Linked DNA regions of Zea mays: regions 1 and 3 are each linked to region 2. A link is a contact called in public Hi-C data. All regions are on one chromosome and are shown on one strand. The core of a region is the stretch at or near the end of the contact, and the rest is flanking DNA. Distances in the headings are between cores, read along the strand shown.

Region 1 (3,956 bases), core at 674-3,173, 330 kb after region 2:
CACACAAATCCACGAGGCGCCAAAAAATGATCTAGCCGAATCATATGTATATGGGGTGTTTGTCATGCTAAGCCTGTTTGGATTGACTAAAATAACTTGCTAGCCGCTAAAAATGATCCAAGTACCTTGGGCTGATCATCATCTCTCTGGTATCCTGGTTACATTTTATAAATGAATAATATGAAAACATTAATGTGCTGCGCCGTGAACACTGCAATGCAGTTTTCAAGATTGGTTTGGTGGGTTCAAATAAAAGGCCTAATGCAGTTTTCAGTTTCAGGTCATAAATATTTGCATCCATCGCATTAACAAGGATATATAAAAAGGTAGAGATTACAAAAAATACCAGCAGAGCTAAAGCTTTTGGGCAAATATTAGTATAATTCCCACACTGTTATTATCAATGTTTGGTATTATTTTTTTCTTTTGAAAATTGATGTTCCAAAGAGGTCACTGGATTTTTACAATACAATTTCTGCAGTCACACAATGATGATAAAGAAAATGTACCAATTGTAACTGGATCTGATGGGTTTGAACTGCTAGATGGAAAGCAAAAAATTTGAACTAGATCTTATGGGTTTGGACAAAGAAAAATAAACAAAACCAAAATAAATATTTATATAGTACTAGAATAAGCATTCATATATCGACAAACAAAAAACATTTATGCAGTAAACAAAAAAATAATTTAGCGTAAATATATCACCTGTGATTTCTTTGTTATTGACGGTCAGAAAATCCGACAGAGGTTGATGGAGTTGGGCACCTGGAATACGGCGCAGAGATTAACGTCGCACAAATACGGCACACGATGCATAAGAAAATGGAGCATACGAATGGGGAGATTAACGTATGCATAAAAATTACAGAGGAACTCGAGCACCTTGGAAAGCAGGACAACCGTCGGCGAGTGTGTATAAGAACAATGTGACGCGTGGGCGGAGGATTGTCAGTGGCGGGCGGCTCCACGACACTGGCAACGACGACACCGATTAGGGTTGAGGGCGAGTGGGGGCGAAGGAAGGGGAATCGGCCTGGCGGGAGGGGAGGAAGGCGAATCGCCCTGGCGTCGCCTGAATAATCGCGGCGAGTCGGCCAGGAAGGTTGACCGCGCGGGGGTTAGGGTATAGAAATGTTTGACCGCATGGGAAGTGGGGTAGTGGGCCAATTCCAGGATTTCTGGAACGTGGGTCGGTTGAAGAATTTACGCTAAATCTCTATTGTGTATAAACGGAAGAATGGGATAGCGTAAACATGTGTTGACTAAGGAATATATGGTTGACCACGTGGAAAGTGGGCCTAAGCCGCTATTTCTGGATCGAGGGCTCGCGGCTGTTACTCTGTTTACGCTAAAATGAGTTTTTGTTTACGCTAAATCAGTTCGCTTGCATAAAAAAATGATCGGACGTGGGTTTGCAGATTTGATGACTGAGACTCTCCACAGTTATATAGAGTCCATGACTCTTAATGGATAAACTATATATATATATATAATGTACGGGCATATGACTAGTATTTCTAGATAACCCTGTTAATTATGAGGCTTACATACCGAGGAGGACAAATAAATCTGCAAGGTTTAAGATTTAAGAAACATTGATTTCTTCGGTCGCGACAATTTAATGATTATTATACATTCACATCTGTATTGATTTGGACAGAATTTATATAAACAATTATCATAAAAACATAAAAACGGACAAACGAAATGTTTAGATGTTTGACCATCTCTAGTAGTTTATTCATATCCATATTTATACATATATTTAAACTATACTCTACAAACAATATAATCTATAGTACAAAACTATACAAAATGTATTTTTTGTGATTATATGGGTGAACTACTGTATATTACACGTCACTAATATATCGTTTTATATTTTATAGATAGCTGTTTATAGAAATAAGTTTGAATATGGTTATAGCTGCATATAAGCTGCTTGAGATGCTCTTAGAAGCTGATCGGCCAAAATCCGGCCAGAAACCTCGTCCGGCGGCATCAGCATTTCCTCTCCCACATTTCGCCCCGCCCTACGCCTACACGACGGCGCTGCGGCAAGCGCCGACCAATCCATGGCAGACGAGGCGGAGTGGAACGAGGCTGAGGCCGGGATCGCGGCCCCGGGCGCGGGCGTGGCTCCTCCAGCGCCCGGAGGCGGCGAGGAAACCAAGAGGAAGAGGGGGAGGCCCAAAGGTAGCCTCGACACGTATAAGAGGCGGAGGCGGAGGCGGCGCACCGGCGACCTGGTGTCGGCGGTGCCCGCGGCTAGCCTCGGGGATATGGGCCACTCATGTGGCTGCATTCCCGCTCCCCCACTCCCTCCCCCCTGCACTGTGTACACTGTACGCGACGGCGGCGTGGCAATCACCCCTCAATCCATGGAGGACGAAGCGGAGGGGGTCGAGGCTGAGTCCGGGAATGCGGGCGCGGCCTCCGCCGCCAGAGACGGCGAGGAAACCAAGCGGAAGAGGGGAAGTCCCGAAGGTAGCTTGAATGAGAGGAACAAGGACAGGACGCCTAAGCCCAAGGCCAAGGGGAGGCGGAGGCGGCGCACCGACGACCAGACCTTGTCGGTGTCCGCGGTGAGCCTCGGGGATCTAGGGCTCGGGGTAGCGGCGGGGACCAGGTCGATCAGAGAGAGGAGGCCGGCGCCCAATGCGTTCTTCGACGTGGGCAGCGACAGCGATACTGAGGTGAGCAGATTTTGTTCCTCTCTGCACATTCGCCGGGCGATGGACCACGCCTGCTCTGGGCGTTCCTCCCTTCACCCTTTATCCGGGCGGCAAGCGAGTTATGCTCTGCGCCTCTGCCTCTTGTTTTTTTTTGTTTTAAATGGTAAACAATATTCCACCATCACCCTGCCGATTTGCTTCTTATACTTCATTCAGAAAAAAATGCAATACCGGTGAGGAACGATGTATTTTTGTATGATTTGTTTTTTTTCCCGAGATACCTTTTCTGTGGTCCTGATTTTTTTTTCTGGGTTAGTTTTTGCTGAGGCTATGCATCAATTGACTTACTGCTGTTTTGCTAGCATGATGATGATGATGATGAGGAGCAAACTACGATTGATCAGGCCAATCACGAGAGTGCTAAAACAGGTGATTCTGTAAAGAAGGGAGGAAGACCCAGGAAAATGGAAGCGGGCCAATTGCATACTAGGACGCAGATTTCCAATGGTAAAAGCAACGGCCATACAAATGGGGTATGTCGCTTACTATCCGCTGCAATAGTTGATTGATGAATGTATAAAGAACTAAAAATATTTTTTACGCGACCTACTCCTAGTCACTGATGTTTCAGGAAGTCATTTACTATATATGTTGATTCCATCACAATTTTTGCAACCATTCTCCTGGAAAAAATATTGCGCCATATTCCTGAAAATGCCCAATTTGCATTATACTTATTTTTTTTTTATCCTTGTCAAGTTTGTGCTACAATGGACTAATTGCTATTTTGCTTGTAGAATCCTGCTGGGAAGAAGAGGGGAAGGGGAAGACCCAAGAAACTGACAGTAGAACAAGCGATTACTAGGTGCCAGTTCTCCAATGGTGAAACAAACAAGGTAAATTGCTCAAAATGGTTTTGTAGCCATGGGTTCGACAATACCTGACTTGAAAATCTATGACATATTTTTGTAGCATCATCAAAATGGTTGGATTTATATTATTTTCTCTACTTTTTATTTGTTTCTGAAGAATCAAATCCTCAACTTGGCAATGTATGGTGTTGTTTTGCTACCACTTACATGAATAGTTCTGTAGCCACGACTTGAAAATTTTGGATCTATTCTGTAGCATTACCAAAATGGTTGGATTTATATTATTTTCTTTACTTTTTATTTGTTTCTGCAGAATCAAATCCTCAACTTGACTAGTATGTATAATGTTGTTTTGCTACTCTTACATGAATAGTTCTGTAGCCACGACTTGAAAATTTTGTACCTA
Region 2 (3,569 bases), core at 177-2,676:
GCAATAGGTGAATAACACAGCCCAGAAGGCTGCCACAGTCAGATCATATACATACCCAAGAAGCATTACTGGCATGCAAAAAGTAACATGTTGCAGATATTGAAACCTACCCATAATTGCCTAGCACATTTCATTCTAGCACAAATAAAGTATACATAAGCCATATGAATCAATTATTATAACGCATAGGATATGCAAATGAAATTACAAGGTCACGGAAACTCACCAAGCGAAGCCAACTGTTGCATCTTTCCAGAGCCAGGTGGCCGCCCCCTGCCACGCTTCTCTGATGGCGCACCCAAGCCTGAAGCCCCTGATCCCTCCGACCCAAATCCAGAACCTGGAGCACTAATCATGGTTCCCATCCCCAAGCTGGCCGAGTGAGGTGTTAATGATGAAGAGGGTGATAACCCGAGAGTCACCGCCCCATCAGGCTTATACTTCCTTGGCCTACCCCGCTTCTTCTTCACCTGCTCATCTTGGGCAGGCCCGCTCCCCAGCTCCCCCTTAACATTGGTGCACACAGCCGAACCCATGCCAATGTCCATATCACCGCCGGAGCTGGTGCCGCCACCGGAGCTGTATTGCGCCACATGGGGTGAGGCCTCGACATGGTGGTACCCCTGTCCAATGTGGGAACCCCCAACCTGCGGGGTCTGGAATGCGTACCCAGCAGAGACAGCATCAAGATGCTGCCGGTACCCGGCGGGCGGCGGGTCATGGAGCACCGCCGAGTGGCCGGGGACACCCGGCGCCCCGATGCCCCGGTGCTGCGTGTAGAACGATGAGAAGTTGGGCCCCGACGCCACCGTGGACTCCCTCCCGTCCATTCATAGGAATGGGCAGCGCCGTAGAGCTCGCCGTCACCCACCGATACGCAGGCGGGGGCAAGCTCAGTTACAAGGAACGGCACAAAGGTCGCTACTTTGTCTCACTGTTCGAGATCGGATGCTCGGTATTGAGACTAGCAAATGGACGCAAGAATCTCAACTCCGACGATTTTGCCCTCCCCTAGGAACTCTCACGCCATACCGAGGCGAGATCAGATCGAGAAACGAGAGATCTCAACAAAGCGGTGGCATTTTCGGGGACGGCAGAAATGGAACGCGAGGCACGGATGAGGAGGAAAACACAATCTTTGCAACAAATGGCACCGACAAACGGAGGGGATTTGTGCGAAGCTTTCGGTGGAGACCGACCCTCTGAGACTAAGGGTGGCGGCGCCGGAGGGTTGGGTAGCACTCGCGCCGGGATCTGGTCGGCGGCGGGTGGGAAGGGGGCGATCCGATCGGGAATGGCGTTGCGGAAATGGGGCGCTAAAACCCTAGAGATGTGCGCTGACGGAAGGAAGGAGGGATCAGGCTCGGACCTCGGAAGAGGGGAGGGGGCGGTCCCAAGACTCCAAGAGGAAGAGCGAGCATGTACAATGGTGTATCCGTGTCTGTGTTCGAGGAGAGAGAGGGGAGGTGCGTACAAGTACAAGGATTCCATGTACATATGGTTAGACTGTTCAGATCGTATAAAATAGATGGTTTTTGTTATAGATTAGAGAGTAAATTTTAAAATAGAAGATAAGACATTTGAAAAGAATAATATAGCAACTGGAGATAGCCTTACAAGCGTATTTTAAAAACATAATTATCAGTACGCTAGAAAGATCATGTTTTTATATGTTATTACTAAGATGTATTTAAAAATCTTAATATAAAAAGCTATCACAGTGCTTAGCTATTCACACCATGATTCTAAAGGACATGCACCTTGCCCCAATAAGAGCATGAGCTTAACCTTCTCAACAAATTAATATTTGTGTACTCTAAAATAATATCTACGCCATCATGTTCCGCTAAGATCACTAGGGGACCGAGTTAATTTGATGTCGGGGACACTTTTGCACTTGTGAAATCAGTTTGTAAAGATAGATTAAAGACCGAGATCCTCTGTGACTCGAGGTGTCCTAGCTAAGTCTATGGAGCTACTCGTGTCTCGTGGCGCTCACGGCCTAAGTCCATAGGACCTCTTGTGCTCCAGAGCGTTTATCATGGTGACAACATCAAGGTAACAAGGTACTGAAGAGGATTTGATCAAGAGAGTAGAGAGTGAGTCTTGATGTCGTAGAGTATGTCTAACAACTCATGCCATCATGAGCATAGTAACATAAATATCTCTATAGAGGTTTGGGCCATAGAGTACGTAATACCTTATATTATCTTTCTGATGGTGAGACTATGTATCAAAGATATATACAATATACAATAGGCATTGGAATATCTACTATCAGTGGAAATTTAAGGCAAGCTAACTATTCCCTCCCTTTCTCTTGGCTTGGAACTTTACTTTAAACTATCTTACCTAGTTGTTGATTGTGTGGACCTAAAATTGAATGTTATTCTATCACACGTTTGGACATGGCCTATCGTAGGCCTAACTACTCAATGTCGCATCGACAAATCTGCATGGCATCTTTTACGGGGGCGTGCCCCAAGCCTCTATGGAGTTACTCTATCTTGCCATACCCATCAATGTTTCTCGCACTTTTACTACGGTCATGATCCCCTAAGATATCATGTCCAGTCGATGTGAATTATTCCAATCTTTTGGTGGGTGATGGCCCTAGTCTGTGTCGTGGTATACCCATGTTATTTTCGTATAGTGTTACACTTGCCACACATGTTATGGTGGTGGAGCAGGTGTATCCCGTTATTTCAATGCATCGCTATTGAGGCCATCCTCTGGTATCTTAACCAACCATACCTCTCTCTCTACGATAGTCATTAATGTCTGTATCATGACCTGTTGCGTCATAACCATGTTATCTATGTATGATAGCCTAACGACATTGTTGAAAGGGAAATGTGCCCTTAGACTATTTCTAAGTATTTTGGTGATTAATGTCTAACGAACATAACCGTCGGCTATGCTTAGGGTTGAAGAATAGGTTGTTTAAGCTCGCTAGCATAGTTTGTAGACTCAATCTCTCAAATAATTAAACTGAAAAGGTTAAGAAAAGCTTGAGAAAAAGAGCTTTACGGTTGAGTAATGTCGCATCAATGCCACTTAAACCAAGCAGCCAAGAGTATGGAAAATAAGAGGCGTACTATTGTACCTAGGCTTTGAGAATACTGTGGTAGACCATTTGAGCGTATGATTGCACACATGAAGCCTGTATAATGAAGCATGTGCATTATATCCTTTTAATAGTGCGGCTTTACTATACTTAAATTTCAAATATAAATGAATTTAAATATCCTTTAATCAGTTGTCGCGTCCTTCTTTAGTAATTGAAGCATCAAAAATCACATGTATTTTTCTCTTTTTCATTTAGCTCCATAAATCTCATTAGTTCTCTAACATCATAGTCGTTATCACCAAAACCTATAACTAGAGCTTGATTACCCTTAAAAAAGCAAGAATGACATTCTTTTTAGAAAGAAAGGTTCAACAAGCTGCAGCTGCAGCTGCACCCGACGGGAGCTATTCATGTGGGCACAGAATTCAGAGTTCCAACTCTGGCTCGACGCTTAAGGTGATGATGCTTGTGCTCCGCAGTCACTTGTCGACCTCCATGG
Region 3 (3,629 bases), core at 459-2,958, 440 kb after region 2:
AAGAGATTTATTTTTGGTAAAGGGTAACAGGTTTCTGACTTTGCAAGGAGTTCGCCAACCATCCAAATACTAGAGAAATGGAGGATATTGATACTATTTTGATCTTAATATAAGAAGCACCTTTTATGTTGTAATTTCATTTAATAGTTAAAAACTATGTGACCATAATGACATGTAACAATAATGGAACCTATGTGATAGTTTCATGACCAATTGCTCACAAGTATATGGTGTTTTACAAAAACTGCTTATAAACCTGAAACACCCGATAGTATCCCAGAAATAGCTCCAGACCTACGTGCAGAACAAAGTAATATGGTGTTTTACAAGGACACGTTTATATATAACAGTCTACCAAAGTCATGCATCTCGCATAAGAGAATCAATAGTCCAAATTCATAAGTACATTCAAGCTAGAAGGCACCAACTATGCTCAGTTTCCAACAGCAGGGATGATGAAATTTTAGTTGCAACTAGAAATGCTAACAGTTTGGAGGAGGAGGTGTATACCCATAAGATTGAATAGCCGGAACAGCGAAAGCTCAAACTTAACCTTGGGAAGGGACACAAAAGCCCAAGATACGGCTCCCACCCACGGTTCTGTTGGTATGAGCCTTAGTTTAACCCACAACTCCCCATCGATATCAAAATCTCGAACCCAGACCGGCACGACGACCGGTACTTTGGTGAACTTCAAGTAGAGTGCCAATGCCATGCGTGCTCCACCGGCATAGCGGATGCCAATCTGGTACCTGGGTGGAACCAATAGCTAATCCATTGGAGAGAAAGAGAAGATACTAGTAGAGACACTAGTAGTGATAAACAACATTACTATGATACTAAGTGGTGGGGAAGGGGAACTGACTGCAGGTCGTTGGCCCGCCTTGAGGTGCGGCGCTCGACGTTCCTGACGGAGAGGGGCTCCTCGCCGAGGTAGAACTGCCTGATTTCGACCCTGTTGACGTAATCGGGCTTGTGGAGGTTGTCGATGACGGGCTGGAGCAGGCCGACGATCCAGTTCTCGATGCCGGTGCGGTAGACCTTCCAGAGCTTGCCGAGCACCATGTTGACCCACTCGACGGACTCCTTGCGCTGCAGGTCCTTCTCGAGGAAGAGGGAGAAGCTCGGGGTGGGCACCTGCGGCCAGGAGCCGTTGACCTTGAGCTCGCGCTCGGCGCGACGGCGCTTCCGCAGCGTCCAGAGCTTGTCGAAGGCGGCGCCGACGAAGAAGAAGAGGGCGAAGAGGCCGACGACGGAGCGGCTGATGGGGGGCGCCGGGAGCGGGTGGATGACGCCGAGCTGGGTGCGGAGCTTGGAGACGAGCGGGTCCTCCCCTCCCCGGTAGGTCCCCGGGGCCGTGACCGAGAAGGGCGCCGGCGCCTCGACAGCGGCGGAGGTGGAGGGGGCCTCGGGCGGGAGGGTGGTGGTGGGGACCGGCGCCGAGCGCTTGGGGGCAAAGCTGGAGGAGGCTCGGGGGACGGGAAGGCGTCGGCATCGTCGGGGAAGGTAGAGGAGAGAGTAGGACGTGGAGGGGCTGCTAGCTGCGGAGAGGGAGGGCGGCGGTATGCCGGCCGAGGGGGTCAGCATCGGCGACCACCGCCAGAGACACCCACCCAGTCCACCACACCACACCGGACCGGACGAGGTGGAGCTGCGGCGCTTCCCACCAGTAACCAGTTCGGGGGTGACTTTTTCCTTCAGTCCTTTCTTTCTTGGGAAATTTGGATCCATACCATTAAAAGATCACCACTTTGGATCCATACCATTGCTATCTCACTTACATGTGGGTTCACATGAGTCAATGACATGTGGGGTCCATGGTATATATCTAAAGTTTGGATCTTTTAATGGTATAGATCCAATTGTTCCTTCTTTCTTTCTTTCTTCTATTGGGCTTCACATTTAAGTACGTATAAACAAGCCCACGAAAGCTCGATCAAATCAAACCCAGCTCTGCCATACCTAGTGAGCCTCCCTATCCTTACACTGTAGGGGTGCGGGAATTCAGGTTTTACGGCCCGAGGATGAGAGTACAACGGTCGCGACCGAGGCGAGCGGGCGGTTGACTGGGTTCGGCCACCGCGCGGATATCACGGTGCTCGGTGCGCAACGGCACCAAACCCGGTGATGCTCAACAGGGCCCAGCTGGGAGAAATGACTAACAGTTATGGCCCACGAGCAAGTGACACCAAAGAAGGAGAAGGGTCTGTCTCACGGGGCCCACATACCAGCATGTGAAGCGCTGATCGCAGTGGCCCGCGGGCAGTGGCACGCGCGTGAGTGAGAGACTACCAAACCCCGGGCCTGCCTGTCGGCACTGGTTGGCGCGAGGTAGGAGTTGGGCCGCGAGGATTGATTTGCGCGGACTGGAGTTGGGCCAAGAGGGGGATTCGACACAGGTCGGTTCTGCCAGGTTTTTCTTTTCTTTTATTTATTTTGTCTTGGATTCTTTCTCAAATCCAAAGCTTAGTATTTGAATTCAATTTTGGTGTGAGTTTCACATATAGTATAAATGCACAAAAAATACCAGCATGAATAAGTGGTTTTATTATTTTATATATGTTTTTTGCCTTCTTCATAGTGTATATTGTTTCCCTTTTCTTCTCTTTCCCTTTTCTATTTCATTTTCTTTTCCAAATTCAAATATTCAAGCCAAATTCAAATTTTAAATTATGATTCCTTTGTTTTGATAGAAAAAATTTTCAAATGTCTAAATCTTTATCAAAATATGATTTAGCTAACATTATTTTATTATGACCATTTGCTTTAGAAAGGGGTGAATTCTAAAGTGTAATTATTTATCAGGAGTGCTTTAATTTGATTATTTTTTTGTCTAACTGATTTCCTTATATCACATGCTTAGGATTTTGGGTGTTACAAGATCCTACTTCAATAGTTTAGATTAGATTGAACCGGTACATTATATGGGCTATTGGATCAGAGATCTATGCCCCAGATTTTAAAATGCTAGGTTGCTTCCCATCCGACTAATTTGGATCGGACGACATGGATCCGACCACGAAGGGGTACGACACCGATCTAATCGTGGCCACCCATCCGAGGATCAACGATAGTCCGCTCCCTACCCAAAACCGACGCCGAACACCGGCGGCGCAGAGCATGCATGCGGCGGCGCCATGGCCAGCGCGTGGATAACTAGCGATTCTAGCCCAAAATCGGCCAGACAAGGTTTTCTACGTGTGTAAGAGAGGATTGCGAAGCTAGGGGATGTATTTTTACCAGGGATTACGCCGACTACAATGCTAGCCACGGCGCGGCCATGGAGGTATACTCCGGTGAACGGATTCCCTGAGCTTCGGTTGATGTTTTCCTGAAGCAAGTGTGTATACCCTTCCGCCGTGGCCCGACAATGCTCTAGATACCCCACCCGGGGGCAGTGGCGCTGCACAGCTCGATTTCCACGGCGGTAGTGTTCTTCCTTGTTTCTCTTGGTCCGACGATGCCTTACACGTATTGACGCGCGACGAGTCGATCCCTAGCAGCCATGGTTTTATAGCGACAAGAAATGCGAAAGGAACGGTAGCAACAACCACCACTACCTCCACCACCAGCACCAACTCCACCCCAAGACAAGCACCGAGAATTCATGAGTCACAAGCCGCCCACAT

The links. A called contact is a pair of places that touch in the nucleus more often than the background predicts.
Region 1: a Hi-C map of endosperm shows a contact between it and region 2, with 2.9 times the contacts expected there. The contact joins the promoter of LOC100280238 here to the promoter of LOC100191677 in region 2. A contact is called at or near these places in 2 of 25 Hi-C or Micro-C datasets (endosperm and leaf).
Region 3: a Hi-C map of endosperm shows a contact between it and region 2, with 2.2 times the contacts expected there. The contact joins the promoter of LOC103654090 here to the promoter of LOC100191677 in region 2. A contact is called at or near these places in 2 of 25 Hi-C or Micro-C datasets (endosperm and tassel).

What each region holds. Positions count from the first base shown.
Region 1 is chr4:174,333,996-174,337,951 of Zm-B73-REFERENCE-NAM-5.0, reverse strand. It overlaps LOC100280238 (putative jumonji-like transcription factor family protein), which reads left to right and starts at 1,923. Exons shown (of 15, transcript XM_008678926.4): 1 at 1,923-2,699; 2 at 3,041-3,211; 3 at 3,476-3,574. The coding sequence starts at 2,079.
Region 2 is chr4:174,661,565-174,665,133 of Zm-B73-REFERENCE-NAM-5.0, reverse strand. It overlaps LOC100191677, which reads right to left and starts at 1,426. Exons shown (of 5, transcript NM_001137106.1): 1 at 227-1,426. The coding sequence starts at 830. It overlaps LOC100274937, which reads right to left. Exons shown (of 3, transcript NM_001329108.1): 3 at 3,312-3,569. The coding sequence ends at 3,550.
Region 3 is chr4:174,224,041-174,227,669 of Zm-B73-REFERENCE-NAM-5.0, reverse strand. It overlaps LOC103654090 (tricalbin-3), which reads right to left and starts at 1,708. Exons shown (of 8, transcript XM_008680890.4): 1 at 866-1,708; 2 at 511-752. The coding sequence starts at 1,587.